Linked DNA regions of Mus musculus: region 1 is linked to region 2. A link is a contact called in public HiChIP or PLAC-seq data. All regions are on one chromosome and are shown on one strand. Each heading gives the region's core, a stretch centred on a gene start, on an enhancer-like site or on the middle of the called end of the contact. The rest is flanking DNA. Distances are from core to core; before and after follow the strand shown. Region 1 has its middle 250 kb from the start of Gm46220. Region 2 has its middle 87 kb from the start of Gm26535.

What was found. HiChIP or PLAC-seq counts read pairs in DNA pulled down with a chosen protein or histone mark.
Region 1: a contact with region 2 is called in an H3K27ac HiChIP or PLAC-seq map of bone marrow-derived dendritic cells, with 7 times the contacts expected there. The contact joins two enhancer-like sites. A contact is called at or near these places in 1 of 484 Hi-C or Micro-C datasets (macrophages) and 1 of 115 datasets of contacts at active chromatin or transcription factors (bone marrow-derived dendritic cells).

The regions. Positions count from the first base shown.
Region 1 is chr10:37,810,648-37,813,678 of GRCm38.p6, forward strand. No RefSeq gene overlaps it. Among named protein-coding and RNA genes, the nearest start is that of Gm46220, 250 kb to the right of the region's middle. Within about 2 kb of position 1,319, at least 59 of the 459 cell types and tissues checked have an H3K27ac peak or open chromatin away from gene starts, as enhancers often do. A contact at or near this core is called in bone marrow-derived dendritic cells, where this site is marked.
Region 2 is chr10:37,230,977-37,234,052 of GRCm38.p6, forward strand. No RefSeq gene overlaps it. Among named protein-coding and RNA genes, the nearest start is that of Gm26535, 87 kb to the right of the region's middle. Within about 2 kb of position 1,420, at least 167 of the 459 cell types and tissues checked have an H3K27ac peak or open chromatin away from gene starts, as enhancers often do. A contact at or near this core is called in bone marrow-derived dendritic cells, where this site is marked.

The sequences.
Region 1 (3,031 bases), core at 69-2,568, 580 kb after region 2:
AGGAAGAAATGTTTTGAAATTCATTGTATAAACTATCACAGTGTATAAACTATCACTTGGTATGCATAGCACAGATAGCTCAAACAAGGCTGTTTCCTCTCCGCGAGTGAAATATGTAGAAATACTTGATAATGGTGCACAATTCACATGTTTACAGGCCAGCAGGTAGACAGCAATGATCAAAGCAAATTTGGAAGAGATTAAAAGGACACTGTAAGGATAGCCACAAAATGTCAACTATGTGTGTCTATAGCCTGGGTTGTGCAGAAGACCAGTTATGGCTATGCATGACTGGGTTTCCCACATTGCCATGGAGGCCATATCTGAGAGATGTCAGTGAGGAACCATCCATTTACTGATCTTTTCCTAATCAGAAGACCAGCCTCTTCATCTCTCTCTGGCGGCTGGCTTAAGATGGAAATTTGAGCCTATCTCTTTTAATTTAAGGTCTTGACTTGGTCTATCAGACACTATGAGTTGGTCTAGTTGGCTATCTTGCAAGTTCCAATCTGTCCTCTTCATAGCTATCATTTTTGATCAGACATATCAACTGATTTAAGTTAATTAGCTAAATCCTACAAAGTTTTTGAGATCTTACTGAGTTTATTTAGCTGATATCTTTTTTTATAATTTTGATAAAGGTTTTCCTCTCCTTTAGAGAACACAAGACCCCTCAGTTTATGTGTATCAAGACAGAAATTAGCTTTTCAAGAGAACACATCTTTCAGTTGCTTCTTGAAAATATGCTTCATTAGGAGAATCTGACTTTGTTGAAAGCTGTGATGTAAAAACTGTGATCAGCAAAACATACGAAAATAATCTTCTTTTTGGCCATCAATGATTTTGACCCATTGTTTCTCTAGAGATAAATGACATGATGCAATTTTATTTTAAATTTTGATGAATTATTCTTTTTCATTTAATTAGCATCACCAGGTAGTATTGAGACATGAAATCCGGCTGAATACAATGTTTTCTCTGCCGTGTCATTAGTGAAATAGCAGGAGTGTAATCAAATGTGACCCTTATGCTTTCTTTTTCAAAATGCTGTCAACAGAACTGGCTCCTCAGTTTGCTAAGATTCATCAGTGAGAGGATAGAAAGTTGAGTGAGATTTGAAGCAATATCCTCATTAGAGTTTCTTTTAATCAGTCTCTCTCTCTGTATATACACAGAATTTAAAGGGGGAAATACAAAGCCATACCATCACAGTTCTAGCCTGATATTTATGTTTGGCTGACATGAGAGGGTACCTGAGGCCAAGGTGACATTTAAAAGAGTGGTTACCTAGTCTGTCATCTCACTTCTGCAATTCATGTGGTACTGTGTGTCACATGAAGTTATCAGGAAATGGTGTGGAAAGTACGGTTCTTACTCTCAGTAGATTGTGGGAAACCTAGGGGATTCTGACGTGTGCTTTAAAAATATATTTCAAAACTTCTAAAAGGCATGATTTCGAAATGTGATTGGCTGGCTACTGGTGATTTTCAGACTAAAAATTAATCTGCTTGCAATGAAACCCACGTGAACCACGGCCATTGGGAGTATAGAAATTAACTTGAAGACGTGCAGTTTTCCATTTTATTTATCAAGCATTCACAACCAAAACAAGGCTATTTTTTATGGTTACAATCAAGTGCCTTCATGCCTGAATTCAAGCTTCCTAAATCAGAAAGTGCCAGAAATTACACTTTGAACCTCCAAATCATTTGAGTTGAACAGTAGTGTATTTTTGGAGACCAAATGTGCTCTCATATCCTTCCAACTCTGTAAAACCAAACAAGCAGGAATGTCATTATCTGGACATCCAGTCTTCATCCCTCACAAGTGACTCTGTCTTCCAGTGACACTGTTCCCCTGCTCCAGACAGAGCAGCAACTGTTCCCCAGTGTACATTTCCATTGCATCCCCCATCTTCTCTCCCTCCCCCTCCCCTCCCCCTTTACAGCCACAAATGCTTCAACAGAAGTGGGGGAAGATCCAAAGAATCCCCTTTACTAACTAGAACTAAGATGAATTGTGTCAGAGTTCAGAGCTTCGTTGTTGCTTGGCATGAAATTACTGCCCGTGGTTTCTGCCAAGGCGGGTGTCAGCTGGTGAATTATAACAGTGGCAGACAGGACTGAGATAAGCAGAAAATACAATGGCAGCTGCTACACAGAACTATTCTTTCTGGCCTAGTGAATACAAAAATACATTGTGTAAATAAAGACAGACAGCTTCTTTATGCAATTGTCTGCTACTGTGCAACTGCTAAGGAACAAGTATTGATTCCTGAAAATAGCCCCAGACACTTGAATGCAATATGCTTTTACACGTGAGATGACTGGGTTATTAAGAAAGCAACAATAAATCTAACTTCCTAACATTAGAGTTGAACCTTCAGGTAAATAAAGTATACCACTGTGTTACGTTACATTTCTGAACTTGAGCATTTCTTCAAAGCATGTCTTTCATTCAAGTCCACAATTCTTTATTGTGTTTTGAGTGTGAAATCTAGGGCTGTGATTGAGTTTTCATCAATTATAAAATAAGTGCTGTATCAGGGCTCTTGCTTAGATTGCCACAACAAAGTGCCATCCTCTGGAATGGCTTAAACAACAGACGTTTGTTTTCTTGTGATGCTCTTGGCTGGATATACTTCATTAAGACCTGACACAGTTGGTTTCTGGTAATAGATTCTTGGCTTGTAGAACAATGCATTTTTTCTCTGTGTTATATCTGGCTTTATAGCATCTACTTACTAATCTGTTTATTTTTTGAAAGCATTTTGCTATGTGGCCCATCATTAATCACCTGGGCCAGAGCTATCTTCCTAGCTTTGTCTCCTGAATAGCTGGGACTATAGTGTGCCACCACACTTGGGTCACTTACTAAAAGGGCACTAATTCTATCAGTTTAGGATCCCATATATAAGTTTCTATGTAATTTTTATTACTTTTTTAAACTTTAATTACTTTTTTTTTGTTCCCACTTTAAACAGTCAGAGTTTTTATGTTTCTGCCCAGAAAGTTTGGTAGGATAACATGGT
Region 2 (3,076 bases), core at 170-2,669:
AGTTTTTTTTTTTTTTTTTTTTTCCCCATTCATCTTTACACGGGATTGAACCCAAGGTAGTCAGCCTTGCAAAACAAGCCCCTTTATCTTTACCACTGAATCATCATCGTACCAGCCCTTCTTACCAGATTGTGGACATTTCTTAGACTTAGTCACAAAACTAGATTAGCAAAGTTTCCTAAATATCTTTCTAAGTAGTTATAAAAAATACCAGGCTCCCTCCCTTTGGGGGTTCCTTCTGAGGACCACTTGCTGAAGAAGAATGGGTGACAGAAGAGGTCAGTGTGTCTTGGGTGGTCTAGACTTTGTTCTGCAGTGAGTTAGTCTAGGCCGCATTCTAGCCAGTCATTTCCCCCATGTACCCAGATCGAACCAGTCTGACCCAACCCAGGCTCCCGCTCAGCTCTACAGAGTGCTCCACGCCTGGGGCAAAGTGAAGGCTTGGCAGCTATCAAAGTCTTCACAACTTAGAAGGAAACTAATAAGGGCGACCACACACCAAAGATGATTTTCTTTGTTTTGCTGTTTTTGTTTGTTTGCGTATTTGAGACAGAAACTCACTTTGTTTACACCCCAAGCACTGTGGTTACAAGTATGGACCAGCATACCTAGCTTGGATGGCATAGTTTAGACCTGTCAGAGCATGTCAAAAATAAAAATAATTAAAAAAAATGGAGTGACTTTGAGCTTATTGTACATATTAGTTTATTATAGTTTCAAAATTATTTAAAATTTTAAGAATTTTCTACAGTCAATGAAGGCCCTGTGCTAAGCAAACAGTTTTAAATTGCTGAATCCCTGTTACAGCATGTGGAAGAGAGCAACTTTGCTCTGAATACACTTTCGTAATAAAAATGTATTTAAGACTGAAGTTATTTCATCTTGTTTGACATTCATAATTAGTACATATTCAGTAATCTGTAGTTTTTAAATGCCTAGGTATGACTGGGGGAGGATGGGGGAGGGAGAACTGAGGAGGGGGGTTGTGGGCAGTCAGAGATTAGCATGGCAGGGTTGGCTCTTCCCTGCTGTAGAGCAAGGGCATCAGCAGTTTAGAAGGGGAAGTAGGCTTCAAACCAAACAGCTGACGCTGAAATCAGCTGGTGGCGGGCCTGGGCGGGGGAGGGGCGAGGGGGAGGAGGGGAGGGGGGAGCGCAGCCTGACTTCCTCTTCATTCTTGTTCTTTCTGCCTTTGTCCAGGGTTAGCAGCGCTTCGATTCCCTATTCTGTTACCCAGTTCCTGGGAAGACACCCTGCCCCCATCCCACCACCACCCCTTCCACTCTTCCTTCTGGGGCTTATCTGCTCTGGCCAGGCAGTTGCGTAGTGAAGATATGCAAACTGTGAAACACACAAAAGCACCTTAGAGACATCTAGAACATTTGCACTAAACACACGCAGGAGAATACAGCGCAACACATTACAGCCTCTTGGGCTCATTTTATTCTGCTGACTTGGAACCAACAGGGAAAACCCCTACCGTCCTTTGCAAGTCCTTTTGTTTTTTTAAACTTCCTCTCCAGACAGCAGAGCAAGGGTAACTAAAAAAAAATCCAATTCTTTACGATGTCTTTTAGTTATTTTGTTTAAATGTTTAACAACTTGTTCATGAAAAGTCTCACAAAAGTACAAGAAAGTCGGCTACATTGTTTAAATCTTATCTCACATTCCCTGCACGTCAGTCAAAATGGAATTACAGCACATTAAGATGGCTACTATCAAAACCATAAACAGAGCCAGAAGATTCCAAGTGTTGGAGAGGATGTGGAAAAAGCAAGATTTTGTTCACTGTCAAGGGATTGCCTATCAACAGTGGTGTGGTGGTTCTTCAAAGGCTAAAAAGGAGGTGGACATGGTAGGGCACGGTGAGACGTGCCTTTAATTCTAGCCCTGGAAAGGCAGAGGCAGAGTGATTACCAGTCCCACCTCTGACTTGAGTACATGCTCCCAATGAACTGGAAAATGGAAATTAAAACTATGCCATCCTTGAACTCACAGCAGACTTCTTCTCAGGCTCAACATGGGAATGTTCTGGAATTAAAGGCTTTAGAGATCATGCCTTTAAAGTCTGTGATTCACACTTCCAAAGAGATAGTAGTCTTAATGCAGGGAGTCCTGATATCTGCTGGGATGGTGATGGAAAGTTATAGTCATGATACTAAATGAGATCAGCTGGTCAGAGAAAGATCTCCTTACATGTGGATCCTAAAGCAGTCAAATGCATGAAGGCAGAGTGGAGTGGTGCTTGCTAGGGGCTGGAGGAGTTGTTCAATGGATCCGGATCCTCACATAAAAGGCCTAGGGCTGGGCATCTTGAGCTTGAGACCAACCTGGCTAAATAGGGAGACTGTCTCAAGACACAGTTGTTTAAGTAGAGAAGATGAAAATAGTTGAAATGGAATTTAAGGATGGAAGAATAGCAATGGAATAGTTCACACCAAATTTTGTGTTGTGCGTATTTTCCAATTAAAACTAATTTTAAAATGGCTAAGATGCCTTTGTGATAGCTCACTGGGTAAAGGTTCTTCCTGCCAAACCTGATGATGTAAACTCAAGGCCCAGGAGCCACATGAAAGGAGAGAATTAATTCCTGAAAATTGTTCTATTAGTCTATACATGTGCACACACTTACACATACACATTCTCTATCTCTCTCATACACACACACACACATACTCACACACATACACACATCATCATGAAAAGTTTTAAGGGGTAGTTTTTCCCACAAAAAAAAAAAATACATAAAGCCAAAAATAGAGCCTCAGGTTTCATAGCTTCATGTCATCACTTAATACAAAAGAACAGCAGGTACATTTATCGAAATTAGAATTTAATGTTGTGGACCACATGACCCCACACCACCCCATCCCCCACTCCCCCAGGCAAGGTTTGAAATAACACTTGTTGATGTTGAATGGTTCAAGGAGTACATGTGGTTGGACAACGTCACCTTGTTCTTTTCAAGACAGAGAGAGCCCGGAGAGCCTGGCAGACAAGCCAGGAGAGGTGATGCCACTGTTACCTAACCCGGTCAGCAGTGTGCTCTACTGTGCCCACTGGACCCTGTACTCTT